Linked DNA regions of Ovis aries: region 1 is linked to region 2. A link is a contact called in public Hi-C data. All regions are on one chromosome and are shown on one strand. Each heading gives the region's core, a stretch centred on a gene start, on an enhancer-like site or on the middle of the called end of the contact. The rest is flanking DNA. Distances are from core to core; before and after follow the strand shown. Region 1 holds the start of ADISSP (adipose secreted signaling protein). Region 2 holds the start of PANK2 (pantothenate kinase 2).

What was found. Hi-C and Micro-C count contacts between places; a contact is called where the count stands out from the background.
Region 1: a Hi-C map of hypothalamus shows a contact between it and region 2, with 1.8 times the contacts expected there. The contact joins the promoter of ADISSP here to the promoter of PANK2 in region 2. A contact is called at or near these places in 3 of 16 Hi-C or Micro-C datasets (blood, hypothalamus and liver).

What each region holds. Positions count from the first base shown.
Region 1 is chr13:51,150,138-51,157,365 of ARS-UI_Ramb_v3.0, forward strand. ADISSP (adipose secreted signaling protein) reads left to right here and starts at 2,465. Exons shown (of 6, transcript XM_004014366.4): 1 at 2,465-2,561.
Region 2 is chr13:51,020,173-51,027,301 of ARS-UI_Ramb_v3.0, forward strand. PANK2 (pantothenate kinase 2) reads right to left here and starts at 4,013. Exons shown (of 9, transcript NM_001142893.1): 1 at 3,855-4,013. The coding sequence starts at 3,962.

The DNA of each region.
Region 1 (7,228 bases), core at 1,215-3,714, 130 kb after region 2:
TATATGTCTGAAAGAGTCCATACCAGGGATGATTTTCAGAAGCTGACTAGAAAAATATAAAACAGGAAGGCCTTAACCTGGTCTTGAAGGGAGGGTAGTTTTGCCTATGAGAGGAGGGAAGGTAGTGTAAGGAGGGGATCATAAATTCAGATGTCTACATAGACCCAGAGGTAAAATAAATGTCAGGAAATAGGGACTGGTGAGGACTATGGTAAATCGAGGTGTCAGCCTTTGGTGCCAGGCTAGAATTGAATCCATGTTGTTCAGTCAATAAGAGGAAGAAGAAGCAGAGAAGGAGGAAGAATTAGACTTTTTTTCAAGAGTTTAGTTTTTTTTTAATTAATGTATGGCTGCATTGGGTCTTCCCTCCTGTGTGTAGGCTTTTAGTTGCCCTGAGCAGGGGCTACTAGTGGTGCAAGGGTTTCTCAGTGCAGTGGCTTCTGTTGTTGCGGAGCAGCACAGGCTCTAGGTGTGGGGGCTTCAGTAGTTGCAGCACCCAGGCTCAGTAGCTGTGGCCCAGGCTCAGTTGCCTTGAGGCATGTGGAATCTTCCCAGACCAGGAATCGAACTGTGTCCCCTGCATTGGCAGGTGGGTTCTTAACCACTGCACCACCAGGGAAGTCTGAATTAGAATTTTTTAAAGCCCATATGTGTAGGGAACTAGGTATAAGGAAGGTTGAGAAGTGCTTGCAAACGAGACTCTCAACCAGGGCTGAACATTCTTGCAAACGAGATGTTCAGCTAAGAATCCTGTTTGTTCCCATGGGAAAAGAACATTTCTTGCACACAAGGATGTTTCTCTGATTCCTCAAAAGGAACAGACCCAGGGACAAAACGGATTCTAAGTTGATAAGGAAGTTCCCCAAAACAAAGTCTTAGCAGCAGTAAATAAGTCAAGGTAAAGGTTATCTTGCCCTGCGCCTGCGCACTGTATAGTCTCTGAATCATAGTGCTTGGCAACTTGCCCTGTAGGTTGTTGTGCAAGGGATATAAAATAAAGCAGCTGTAAGAAGCAAGTGTTAAAATATAAAGATTCAAACCACTCTGCAGTGTTGGTGTTTCATTCCATCACCAGCACATATGGACTAAACAAAATATCTATAGCTTACACATCGTCTGCTACCTTGAAGAACAGACATAGGACTGCAACTGAAGGCGGGACAAGTGGGGCACATGGACTGGTGGGGTTGGGTAAAGAGAAAGCATCTGGCAAGAGTAGATGGGCTGAGATCAGAATGTGGAAATCTCCTGATGACGGTCATCTCAAACACCAGAGGGTTCACGTTTCACCCAAAATGACGCTAAGAAGTTTGAGGTTTTTCTGGACACTCCCAGAGCACTGAGCGCTTTGAAGCAGGGTAGGATTCACTGGAAATGATAGCTCAGGAAGATCTGTCAACAATGTGTTAACCAGGGACCAGAAGATAGGTTAGGGGTCACAGGGATCCAGCAGAGGGTAGGAGCCTTGGAGGTTCCCCAGAGGCAGTGACCGCGGTCTTTCTGAAAAGCTGGCCTTCAGCCGCCCATACCATCTCTCTCCTAGTTATGCTGTTAGAAGGGTTCAATCCCCTCGGGTACTTTAGGGACCCTGATCCAGCCAGCGAAATGCGGAGGGGGGTGTTGTTTGTTCAAGGACATGTAGGCGGAGCAGTGGCTAGAACCCTTAAAGATCCGACGGCTACGTCTCTGCTCCGAAGGTTCTGTGCAGGTGCGCACCCTGGGACGCAGAGCTAGGGGCATCCTTCTGACATTGCGACTGCCTCCATAGAGACAGCAGAGGCTGTGGTCCCCGCAGGCGCCTGCAGAGGTTCTCCCAACCCCCACCCCGTGAGGCCTTCTTTGTTCTGATGCATTTCAGGGCCAGCCGGACGCCCAAGATGTGTCTCAGATCCTCAAGGGGGCATTTCCTCCGAGGCAGGGAGATGAGACGGAAGAGGAAGATGCCGAAACCAGAGATCGCAGAGCGAGAATGGAGGGTTCTTCCGCTCCAGGACAGGACCCAGCGATACCCGTATCAACGGCCAGGCGGGCTTGAAAGCCTAGGGGAAAAGGCAACCTTCAGGTGCCCACCTAACTCTGAGCCCCACCTTATGGCCATTCCAGGGGGCAGAACCCAAGGGACGCCCCTTCCAGTTGGGCGGAGACGGAAAGTGCAAACCCCTGAGAGTGGACGCGCGTTCAGCCCATTCAAACTTGCTTCTTCCTTCTCTGGCTTCTGAGCGATTCCGGTCTTTGGTTACGGCGAGCTCGAGGGCTAACCTCATCGCGAGAACTTCTCGGGCCCTGGGGCGTGGGCTCTTACAGCGCAGCCGCAGGGCCTCCTGACGCAGAGGCGCATCACCCGTTGGCGGTTCTCTGGCGCCCGCTTATTGGTTCGAAGCGCCCTCGCCCCACCCCCCCGTCGACCAATGGGCGGGGAAGGGGCGTGCCCTGGCGGCGGGTGGCGGCGGCGCGGGGCTCTCTCATGTTCGGCGTTGAGCCCCGGCTGCTGCCGCGGTCTCCAGAGCTGCCGCCGCTGCGGTCGTCCCTGACCGTCGCGGCCTCAGGGTGCTTCCCGCACGGTGAGACTGCTCTTCCTTCTGCCACCTCCCAGTTTCATCCCGCTCACAGAGATCCCCTCCCAATCGAGCCACTGTTCTAGGTAGTCGGTGCCTGGGACCCCTCCGGCTGGAGCTAGAGGGCTCTGCTGTCGGGGCCGGGCCAGGGAGGGCTCCTTGGCACCGGAGCTGGGGAGGTATTAGGCCCCAGGGCCGCAGGTGACCGTTAGGTGGTAGAGTTGAAGTGTTTTCCGCGGGGCGCTTTCGAGGGCACGTGTGACACAGTGAGGGTGGGGGCGTAGGGTCAGCGCCGTCAGCAACTCCCAGCACCCCTCCCCCGCATTGTCATCGCCTCGCTGGTGACCTTGGACGAGTAGTCTCGCTCTGACGTCGTGTGGCTCGGCACCTTCAGGGAGGAGGGCAGTGATGTTGGGGAGTATGGGCTCGCGAAACTACTGCGTCAGCAGAGGTGATGGTGGGACAGAGGATTATCTCTGAGGGACAGAGCCGCCGTCTCGCAGCCCGGGAGGGATGTGATTGGGGTGGGTGGGGTGGGGGCGGTGTCCAGACTCATTTGTCCCCTTAGAAGATGAGGATAGGATGGGGATGGAGGGTGGAGAGGATACAGATTCATATACCCAGGCCCCTGATGTCTCTGGGAGCTTGGCGATTACCACCCTATTGTCACAGAGCAGGAGGCCTTCGTTTAGGTTCTGGACCAGTGTTTCTTTTAGTGAGCAGGGATCCTGGTGGACTGAGAAGGGAGACATTCAGCTGCTTTTCCTCTTGAATCTTGGCTTTGGGAAGTGTGGGTAAGGCGTTTCTCTGCCCAGGGAGCTGAAGCAGGTCAGAGGCAGCTGTTGCCCCCTGGACCTGGCCTTGCCTGGGTGGGGATTCAGTCTGGAGGCTAGAGGTGTCTGAGCACTCTCAGGCTAGAGGGATTGTGGGGAGGAGATGCTGGGGAGAGAAAGGCAGCATTTCTTGGGGAGACAAGAGGATGTGAGATGGTGGGGGTCCTTTCCTCAGTTCAGCCCCGCTCCACCCATTTTTGAGAGAGAGAACACCCATACTTAACCCTTGCAACTGGCCTGCTGGAGAAGGAGGAAACGGAGTCACATCCAGACTGAGTTGCTGTAAAACTGCCACAACCACTCCTGACCTCCAGCCTTGCCTTTCCAGGCCTTGTTCTAGGTATGCAGGCCCTAGGCTGGGGCTGCTTTCTTGTTGCAGAGCATAGGCTCTAGGCACATCGGCTTTAGTAGTTGTAGCACAAAGGCTCAGTAGTTGCTGCCTTTGGGCTCTATAGAGCATGGGCTCAGTAGTTGTGCCTCACAGTTGCTCCTCAACAAGTGGGATCTTCCCTGACCAGGAATCAAACCTGTGTCTCCTGCATTGGCAGGCAGATTCTTTACCACTGAGCCACCAGGGAAGCCCCAGCTTGAGCTTTGAGGAACAGCTTCTGTGGGATTGGGTGCTTAAGCCAGGATTGAGCCCAGAGTTGGGGGGAGGGTAGGACTTGTACAGTTCCTGGCTCAGAAAATACTTGAACAGGTTGAGAATGAGAATTGAAGAATGAATGAGAAACAAGGGCCCAAGAAGCATGTCCCTAACCACAAAGCAGAGGACAAGCTGGGGCTGGTCCTGTGATGCCTGGGACTTGGGGGCTGCAGAGAGGTGCTGTGAGCATGAAGCTGTGGTGTATAGGGCAAGAGGGTGGCAGGTCCTGGAGCTCTACTTTGCCGTGGACAGACTGTCTTTGGCCCCCTCTCCAGCCTTGGGCACCAAGTGTGGGACAGTTTGGAGTAGCAGCTAGCACCCTGTGTGCACAGCGGTAATCTAGGGGGCTGAGAACTCTGAGTTTCTGTGTAACTGTCTCTCTGCCTAGCTGCCATTTCCTTGTTTCTGTTCCTCATGCCAGAGGCACCAGTGGACCTGGCTGAGCCCTACCCTGGGTAGGATAACCTCGAAGCAGCTTTTCTCTCTAAAGCTGAGAGGGACCTGAGCTAGGAGCTCTCTATTTCCCAGAGAGAAGGTTCTAACAGTTTCCCTGAGAGAGTAACTGAGAGCTGAAGAAGACCCCCAAGGCCCTTATTCCAGCTTCTCAACCCTCCCCATCCCATGACTCTCTGTGGTACCACCTCTGACAGCTCATTTAAAGAGGGGGTGTCTTTTTTTTTTTTTTTTGCTGGAATGGGGGGAACTTCCCAGGATATATATTCTTCACATTTTCTTTATAAGTCCTTCTGGTTGAGGGAGGTGGACAGTGAGCTCCCAACAGTCTGCTCTCTGGCAATCCCTGGAGAACTTGCTGGCCTGAGAGTGGGGGAGGGGGAAGGCAGATGATGAAAGGGAGAGAGAGGCCCCTCAACCCTTGAGCTGTTTTCTAAGAAGGCTAGAGCCTCGGGCCTGCCCTGAGGGCCATTCCTGACTGTTCAGGATTGGCTTGAAGTGCTTCTTTGATGCTGAAATTGCTGTTGCTTCAGAAAGCAGTCCTTTGGGTGATTTGTTCTACAAAGGTGGGGGCAGAGTGGCAAGTGCTGTCACAGAGCTTCAGGCACCAGCTGCACCAGACCCACGGAGGAAGAGGTCATTGCTGATTTATTCCTATGCTGCAGGTGAGGAAACTGAGGCACTGAGGCATGAAGTAACTTTGCCATGCAGCCTGAATTTAAACCAGGTCTTTGGGGCTCTGCTGCCTCTTGGGGGCTGAGCTGCTTGGGCCACGATCAAGATTTGGCTGGCGCAAGAGGAGGCCTGGGACTTCAAGCGTGCCTGGTGTTTCTCTTTGGGAACAGCTGCTGCAGGAAGAGGCCTGATGCCGATTCTAATGAAGAATTGTGTGTAGCTCAGGGTCTGGCTCACAGGGGACAGCGACCAATGAGTCTTTCTGCTGGGAAAGGAGCTTTTCCAGCCTTCTCTGGGCCTTCTCATTCTCTGTTCTCAGTGCTCAAGGGTTACAAGGCAGTGCCTGAGTGCTTGCTCTATACTGGGCTCTGGGCAGTGCAAGAGACACAGGTCCTGCCCTCAGTGACCTTCCATTTCAAGGTTGGTGGTGGCAGTGGGGAGGTAACAGCTGATTGTGGCCAGGCTAGAAGATGCCCTGTGGGAAGCACCACTCTGAGATGGGTGAAGAGGAATGCCTTCCAGCGCAGGGGTTGCTAAGAGAGCAGGGTGGGGAGCTCTTCTTCTGAGAGCCTCTGGGCTCTGATGTGCTATGTCTGCCTAAAGGGCCCACTGAGGCCCATTCTTGGGCTCTGTTTAGTTTGGTCATTCATTCATTTAATGAATATAAACCTAACACAGCTGCTCCCTGCCAGATGCTGGGCTGGGTGCTGGGGATACAGGGTTTGGCAAAAGCACAGTCGCTACTCTTGTAAGGTGGGAGACAGAGATATTAAATGATTCCAGAAGTGAGAAGGAATTCTTTTTGAAGATTTTCAGGCCTATCCTGGAATGGGAGGGGTGAGAATGGGTTGTGCTGCCTTGAAAAGGGTCCCCATGCTGAGATGTGGATGGGAGAATAGAATTATTCCAGGCAGATGGCCTGGGTGAAGGCAGGCAGGCAGGCAGCAGGCAGCGGACAGGGGAGGAAGACAGGTACAGGACCCTGCATATCAAAGCCCTAGGAGCCTTTGCTCACCAGCCAGTTTCATCCAGGCTTCCCAGGAAGTGTCCTAGGAAGGAAGCTGTTTCCCACTCCAGGGATCTTCCCAACCCAGGAATCGAACCCGCATCTCCTGAGTCTCCTGCATTGGCAGGTGGATTCTTTACCACTGCGCCACCTGAGAAGCCACAAAATTATGATTGTTGTTGTGTAGTCACCAAGTCATGTCCGACTCTTGTATGACCCCATGGACTGTAGCCCACCAGTTCCTCTGTCCATGGGATTTCCCAGGCAGGAATACTCAAAGGAGTTGCCATTTCCTTCTCCAGAGGATCTTCCTGATCCAGGGATTGAACCCACCTCTCCCGTGTCTCCTGCACTGCAGGCGGATTCTCTACCGCTGAGCCACCTGGGAAGCCCAGGAAATGGGGGGAGCTTGTCATTTTTCCTCTGGCTATAGAAATGTGGCTGGAGCAGCCTCTGTGCAAGGTAAGGGGAAGGCCTGGTCCCCTTGCTCTTGGCTGTGTTTCACAGGCTCTGAGTCCACAGCTTCAGGGGGTGGCTGGAGTGGGTAGGTAGGGCAGGCTTCTCTCCAAGGGCCAGACTTTCTGGAGACAGCCTTAGGGGCTGCCCTTCTGGGACTGACCCAGAGTGCTGGCCTGGGGCTGTTCCTGCATTCCTGAGACTCTAGCTTTGCCCTTCCCTGTACCTCCTGAGGCTTCCAATGGGGGTGCTCCTCATACCCAAGCTGTTAGCCCTGCCTTTGAGGTGGGGCTTGAGCCTTGGTGGGCTTTTGCATTGGGAAATGGGGAGGGAGGTAAGGCCTGCTGCCAGGGTAGCTCAGAACCTGAGGGGCCTTGAGGTCATGCCCTCCACAGGCCCAGCGCCAACTCTGAGGCCACTCAGTGGTTTTTCCTCATTCCCTGGACCAGCAGAGGTCATTCATGCATCACTCATCTCTACTGTAGTGTCTATCTCTGATAGATAAGGACACGTGTGTGCATGGGCGCTCAGTCTGTTGTGTCCAACTCTTTGCGACCCCGTGGACTGTAGCCCACCAGGCTCCTCTGTCCATGGCATTCTCCAG
Region 2 (7,129 bases), core at 2,763-5,262:
CTGAACTGCACAACAGATCTGCTTTTGTTGTCTGGAGACAACAAATATAGGGAAGGACTGACAAGATTCCTGCTCGCACAGATCCAATACACTCTACCTATAAACCACCATAGGAGCTGAAGAAATGTGCCAAAAACCAAGCAGAGATCAAGATACCTGTTACAGGGACCACAGGGCAGGAGCACAGCTAAGGCCACAGTCCCATCAGAAATCAAATCCTAAGAAATCTAAGACGCAAGGACCTAGAAACACATGGTGCGAGCAACAAGCACTCTTAACATCTGCCTTTCAAAGACTACCTTCAAGGCTACACAGCAGTATTAAAGTAGGCCACAATTTGTATTAATAACAACCAGCCAAAGGACTGAAAGTGGCCAGGGGACTTCCCCGGTATCCAGTGGTTAAGATTCCACCTCCCAACACAGGGGGCCCAGGTCCAATCCCTGGTCATGGCATTAAGATCCCACATGCCACACAGTGTGGACAAAAAAACAAAGGACTGAAAGTGTCCAATAAGAAAGTAAAATATTTCACTATTTAAACTGGTGATAACCTGCAGGGGGTGGAGGGAGTTCAGCACAATCAAAAGTTAAAAGTGTCATCTTTTAGTCATAAGATCACACAGTTGAGAATTCACCACTCAAATTAAGCCTTCTTAATAAAAATTCCAGATACTGGAGTCCCTGTGATAGAGGCAAATAACGTTACTGTTGTCTGCTTTATGATCTAAATGACTGCATGTAAATAATTACTGGATGTTGTCCATAAAAAGGACAAAAGAAGCAATGAAACCACCACTAGAAAGGAACGTTATTTGTACTGTGGGTGTATAAGTAAAATAAGTCTTTCTTGGGCCATAAATACATAAATAAGTGCTATCGACTTAACTTCATTTAAATAATTCCGAAAGAATGATTAAATTATTATTCATATTATGGAACACTGTATAGTAATTAAGAATGAAGAGGATCCTTATGCGCATTTGTTTTTCTCTTGGGCATGCTATGCAGTGTGTGGGATCTTAGCCCCCCAACTAGGGACAGAACTCACGCCCTGCACAGTCGAAGTGTGAAGTCTTAACTACTGGACACCACCAGGGAAATCCCAAGAATGAAGAGGATCTTTACTCAGTTAAGATGAAGTGGGAAGAACTCCAAGACAAGTCAAAAAAAATAAGTAAGCTGAGAAATATTTTATAAAATATGATTCAATCTGCCTATCTTTAAAACCACGTTTAGATGCCCATGTGTATGTCATACACAGTCATGCACAGAAAAACAAAAAAGATACACAGACCTTTAACAGTGGTAACTTTGGATAGATGATATAAACTTTCACTTTTTACTTATGAACGTCTACCCCAACCTTCAAACAAATGCTACCAGCATATCTATTCAAATATGCAACAAAGATGCCTCAACTCCATAAAACAACTATTTCTGTTTACAACCAAGTTTAGCCCTGTTAAGTCCTCCCACTTTAATTCAACTCTTGTTTGATTACATTTATATTCAATTTATTCTGATCCAGAGGAGATGGAAGTTAACAGGTAACTTTATTTTAATCCTTAATTAATCCCTAATTAAGAATATTAAGCCACTCCTCTGATAAAACCCAAACCCTTGAAAATGTTCATCGTTGTCCTTATTTCATCTGCTCATGCCCTCCCTGTCACAATGAATTCAATTTTGACTTCCTGACACTTGAATCTCAAGTGTCAGCATTTTCATTTCAAAGCTAAATTGTTTTACACTAGTGGCCTAACTGAAAACAAAGTAGTTTTCTGCCACTGTATGCTAAGACCTCCTTTTATCTTTCCCGGCCTGTTGTGCCATTATTCCTAATGAATCTCAGCCTAACTGACATAGTTATATGTCTAATACATAGGTTATTTCATCAAATTACTCATAATGTAGGTGTTAAGTACCAACAAGAAAACTCAACACAAGGAAATCTGATTCACATTAAAAAAGAGACAGGATAAACTCCATATTATTAGAAATATTTCACTGTGGTTTATTAAATAATCATCACTCCCAATGCACAAGCAGGATTTGTAAGGCATTTCATTTTCATACAGCTTTCAAGAACAGCACTGATGCATACAGATTAGAAACCCCAATAGCCTAGGAGGCAACTGAGGTCTAAAATCTACTCTGCCTCTCTCCTTGGATCACCACACAACCTCTGCTGGTGGTTTAGTTGCTAAGTCACATCTGACTCTAGTGACCCCATGGACTGCAGCCTGCCAGGCTCCTCTGTCCATGAGATTCTCCAGGCAAGAATACCTGAATGGGTTGCCATTTCCTCCTCCAGGGGATCTTCCGGACCCAGGGATTGAACCCGGGTCTCCTGCATTGTAGGCAGATTCTTTACCAACTAAGCTATGAGGGAAGCCCTTATTCTCTCTGAATGGTTTTTTAATATGTTCCAAAGGCACCTCTCTAGGTTAGAGAAATATGTAGGTTTTCTTCTTTCAGTCAGTTCAGTCGCTCAGTCGTGTCTAACTCTGCAACCCCATGGACTGCAGCACAACAGGCTTCCCCATCCATCATCAACTGCTGGAGCTTGCTCAAACTTATGTCCATCGAGGTGGTGATCCCTATCAGTTTCACCCTATCAGTTACAATCCAGAGTCCACTACGACCTCAAAGGAAGGGGACCTCCTCTCCTCCTGCCATCTTCCCATTAACTCACAGGTAGAAAAGAAACCACGAAAAATTCAAGCAAAACCTCATTTTAAAAATTCATGTCAATCCTATATTATGATTATACTCAGGTTATGGGAGAAAGAAGATAGAGGACAAAGAAAGAGGTCACAAATACACAATGACACTCAAGCGGGGGGATGGATGAAAAATAACATAAGCAAAGACAGAATCTCTGCAATAACATCTTCATTGGTGGCATAAAAACCATGGTCACTGAAGATATTTTAAATCTACACTGCACCCTGAAGATCAGAGTCAAATTCATTTATCAATTCTCCCATCTATTCCCACATCCACCCTCAAAAGACCTAGCCTCAAGCCCTTACAGACACTTACTGAATGAAAACAAAATCAAGTGCCCACTGGCACTCCCCCTAGTGTCTGGACTCCTGGTAACAAGCATGCAGCTCAGGACACGTCAAAAAGCATTAAACAGAATGGTGCTTCCCCAGTGGCTCAGTCGGTAAAAAATCCGCCTGGAATGCAGAAGACCTGGGATGGGAAGATCCCCTGGAGGAGAGCATGGCAACCCACTCCAATATCCTTGCCAGGAGAATCTGAAAGGACAGAGGAGCCTGGCGGGCTGCAGTCCATGGGTTGCTAAGAGTCAGACACAACTGAGCAACTAAGCACAGAGACCACTGTCAACATCTCTGACTAGCCCTGAGGCCTGGAAAAAGCACTGCTTTGGACCCGAGCTCCTCATATTTCTAAATAGTAAAACTGCCAAGAAACAATTAAGGAGGTTAAGAAAACATATGTGGTAGATAAGACTGGAAACAACTTTATAACTTGAAATGACATTAATTTTTTAAAATTATTTTTCAATTTAGTTGTTCAAAACAATGATATTAGCTCCTCACTGGTAGTTCCATACTCTGCTTATTACAATTTTATTGTTTTTTCATACTAAAACAACAACAAAATGCTACGCTTTCAGTGGTTCTGATTCTCAACTCACCTGAATTGGGCAAAAAGTAAACTATACAACAATCTCTAAATGGCAATTCCTATCACTAATCTTAATTTGACTCAAGAAAATTCAAATTCCATTAGAGATGGAAACAATTCCACCACTTGCTATTGGTATTATTTTTAACAATCAAATTACCATAAATTGTATATAAGCTAAAAAATGCATACTGTGAGAAAATCCTGCTCAAATTTGTACGCTCCACCTCCAGTGGCACAAAAGACAGTGTGGAGACTCGAGAAGTTTTTATCTCTGCCCATTTGAATAAAAGCAGGCATGTCATGAGTGGGAAAGCGTATAAAGTGCAGATTGCCTTTGCGTCCACACAGAGTCAGGTCCTTCAGCTCCAGGTGCACGTCCCGAATACCAGTGGACCCATAAGCCACATTGGAGGTCAGGTACTTCCGAATGCTTTTAAGACTTTCCACTTCTTCCTCTTCTTCTTCAGCAGTGATGTCTTTGGGTTCAAAATAAACCAGCTTGACCAGGGTTCCACCAATATCCAAGCCAAACCAAGGAAAAACTAAATGAGGAAAGGAAAAAGAAAAGTCAAAACAGCTTTTCTCTCCTTGAAAACTAAATTCACACTTATTAACCATTTCATACCCTGAGGTTTCCAAGAACCATACAAAATATAAACAAAAAGATCTGGGGGAGAAGAAATATGATTGTCTGATCTGGAAGCAAATCTATTTAAAAAAAAACACACAAACATCAAAAAGAAAAATATCACAGTGATAGCCAACCCAACTTATGGGCAGAGGAAATTCCAAATCCTGTGTAACATATACGCTCCACCGGTCAATGTCAATCAATCAGGGTTAAATGGCCATCAATAGAACAGGTATTTCAAAGTTAAGACCCAAATTTATTGTTCAGTCGCTAAGTTGTGTCCAGCTCTTCTGTGAGTCCATGGCCAGGCTCCTCTGTCTATGGGATTTCCCAGGCAAGAATACTGGAGAGGGTTGCTGTTTCCTTCTCCAGGGGATCTTCCTGATCCAGGAATCAAACTCGCATCTCCTACGTTGGTAAGGTGGATTCTTTACCAGTGACTCAAATATCCATCTCCAAAAATCCACCCCAAGACTCCCCTGAAGGTTCAGTGGTTAAGACTCCCATGATTCCAATGCAGGGGGTGCAGGCTCAAGCCCCGATCGGGGAACTAGGATCCCATGCGCCATGCAGCACAGCATCCCCAAAAAAACTATCCCCAAAAAAATGCCTTAAGGAGACTGGATCAAGATAAAACCGCATTAGCTATACACGTCTTCTCCTCCCATCTTAAATCCTAGAAATGACTAAAGACAGATGTATTGATTTTCTAAAGTAATTCTGAGAAACAAGAAGTGACACTATCACCAGAACTAAGCTGACAGAGGCAGTAACTGTCCAGAACGCTCAAGAGAAAAACGCTATTAAAATGGGGAGCAGCTATGAAGGTGGGGGAAGCAGAGGGGTGCTCCATTCAAGGTGTCAATGGGGTAGCTGCCATGGGGAAACAGAAGCAGGCTCTGGTGCAGTTGTAAGTCATATGGCAGGAAAATGCATTTGGCACAGCTGCACAGGCCAGTCACTCCCCTCCTCGACCTCCAAGGAGGCAAATTCTTCACTGAGCACAGGCACTTGAGCTCAACAGTCAGTATGGCATCCACACAGCTACTACCACCCAGAAGCGGGGAGCCCTACATCTGGCCACACTTCCCATCTCTCCCCTACAATCCATCCTGACGGACGAGTAAGCTCACAGTGCACCCACTGACAGAACAGCATTCCTTAAACCAGAGACTATCACTCTACAAACCAGATTACCAAAAGGGGAATCAACACCACAAAAACAAGACGCTAACATCTGAAGAAACAGTTGCAGGAACAAAGAGGAGGCTTTAAAAGAATCATAAATATTGACCAAGGTAAAAGGAGATTTCTTCCATGAAAAATAAGCTACTGTAAATCAATTATACATCAATAAAAAAATTAATTTTAAAAATGAATAAGCTGCTATAAAGAAAAATTAGAAATTAATTGCCAAGTATGGTTTTGGCTGCAAGAATCTACACGTGTGATAAAAGTACACAGAACTAAATACACATTCACAAAAGAGCTAAGGTAAAACTGGTCCCATCTAAATAAGGTCTGTGGTATCAATGTTAATCTCCTAGTTGGGGGTGGAGGGTTGCTGTTTTGTCGCTGTCATGCCCAACTCTTCGCGACCACACGGACTGCAGCATGCCAGGCTTCCCTGTCCTTCACCATCTCCCAGAGCTTGCTCAAACGCATGTACATTGAGTCAGTGATGCCATCCAATCATCTCGGCCTCTGTTGTCTCTTTCTCTTCCTACCTTCAATCTTTTCCAGCATCAGGGTCTTTTCTAACGAATCAACTCTTCGCATCAGGTGGCCAAAGTATGGAGATTTAGCATCAGTCCTCCCAATGAGTATTCAAGGTTTGATTTCTTTTAGGATTGACTGGTTAGACCTCTGTGCAGTCCAAGGGAATCTCGAGAGTCTTCTCCAACACCACAGTTCAAAAGCATCAATTCTTTGGTGCTCAGACTTCATTATGGTGCAACTCTCACATCCATACATGACTACTAGATGACTACTAGCTCTGACTAGATGTACCTTTGTCAGCAATGTCTGGGCTTTTTAATACACTTTCTAAGTCTGTCATAGCTTTTCTTCCAAGGAGCAAGCATCTTTTAATTTCATGGCTGCAGTCACCATCTGCAGTGATTTTGGAGCCCAAGAAAATAAAAGTCTGTCATTATTTCCCTTGTTTCCCCATCTATCTGCCATGAAGTGAAGGAACCGGATGCCATGAGCTTAGTTTTCTGAATGTTGAGTTTTAAGCCAAGTTTTTCACTCTTCTCTTTCACTTTCTTCAAGAGGTCTTTTAGTTCCTCTTCACTTTTTGCCGTAAGGGTGGTATCATCTGCACATCTGAGGTTATTGATATTTCTCTCAGCAATGCTGATTCCAGTTTATGCTTCATCCAACCCAGCCTTTTGCATGATATATGAAGCTTTCAAAACCAAAAAAGGATTCTGGGGGGTGGTAACAATACACTTAAGGTAATAATAATAATAAATAAGAAAGTAGCTCAGTCCAACTCATTGCGACCCCATGGACTTGTATAGTCCATGGAATTCTCCAGGCCAGAATACTGGAGTAGGTAGCCTTTCGTTTCTCCAGAGGATCTTCCCAACCCAGGGATCGAACCCAGGTCTCCCACATTGCAGGTGGATTCTTTACCTCCTGAGCTACAAGTTAACTCTCAAAAACAGGGTAAGTGGGGATATCCCTGGTGGTTCAGTGGCTAAGACTCCAGGCTCCAATGCAGGGGGCCCGGGTTTGAACCCTGGTCCTGTGTGGGAACTAGATCCCACATGCCACAACTAAGACTTTGCAAGTGGCAACTAAGACCCAACACAGCCAAATAACTAAA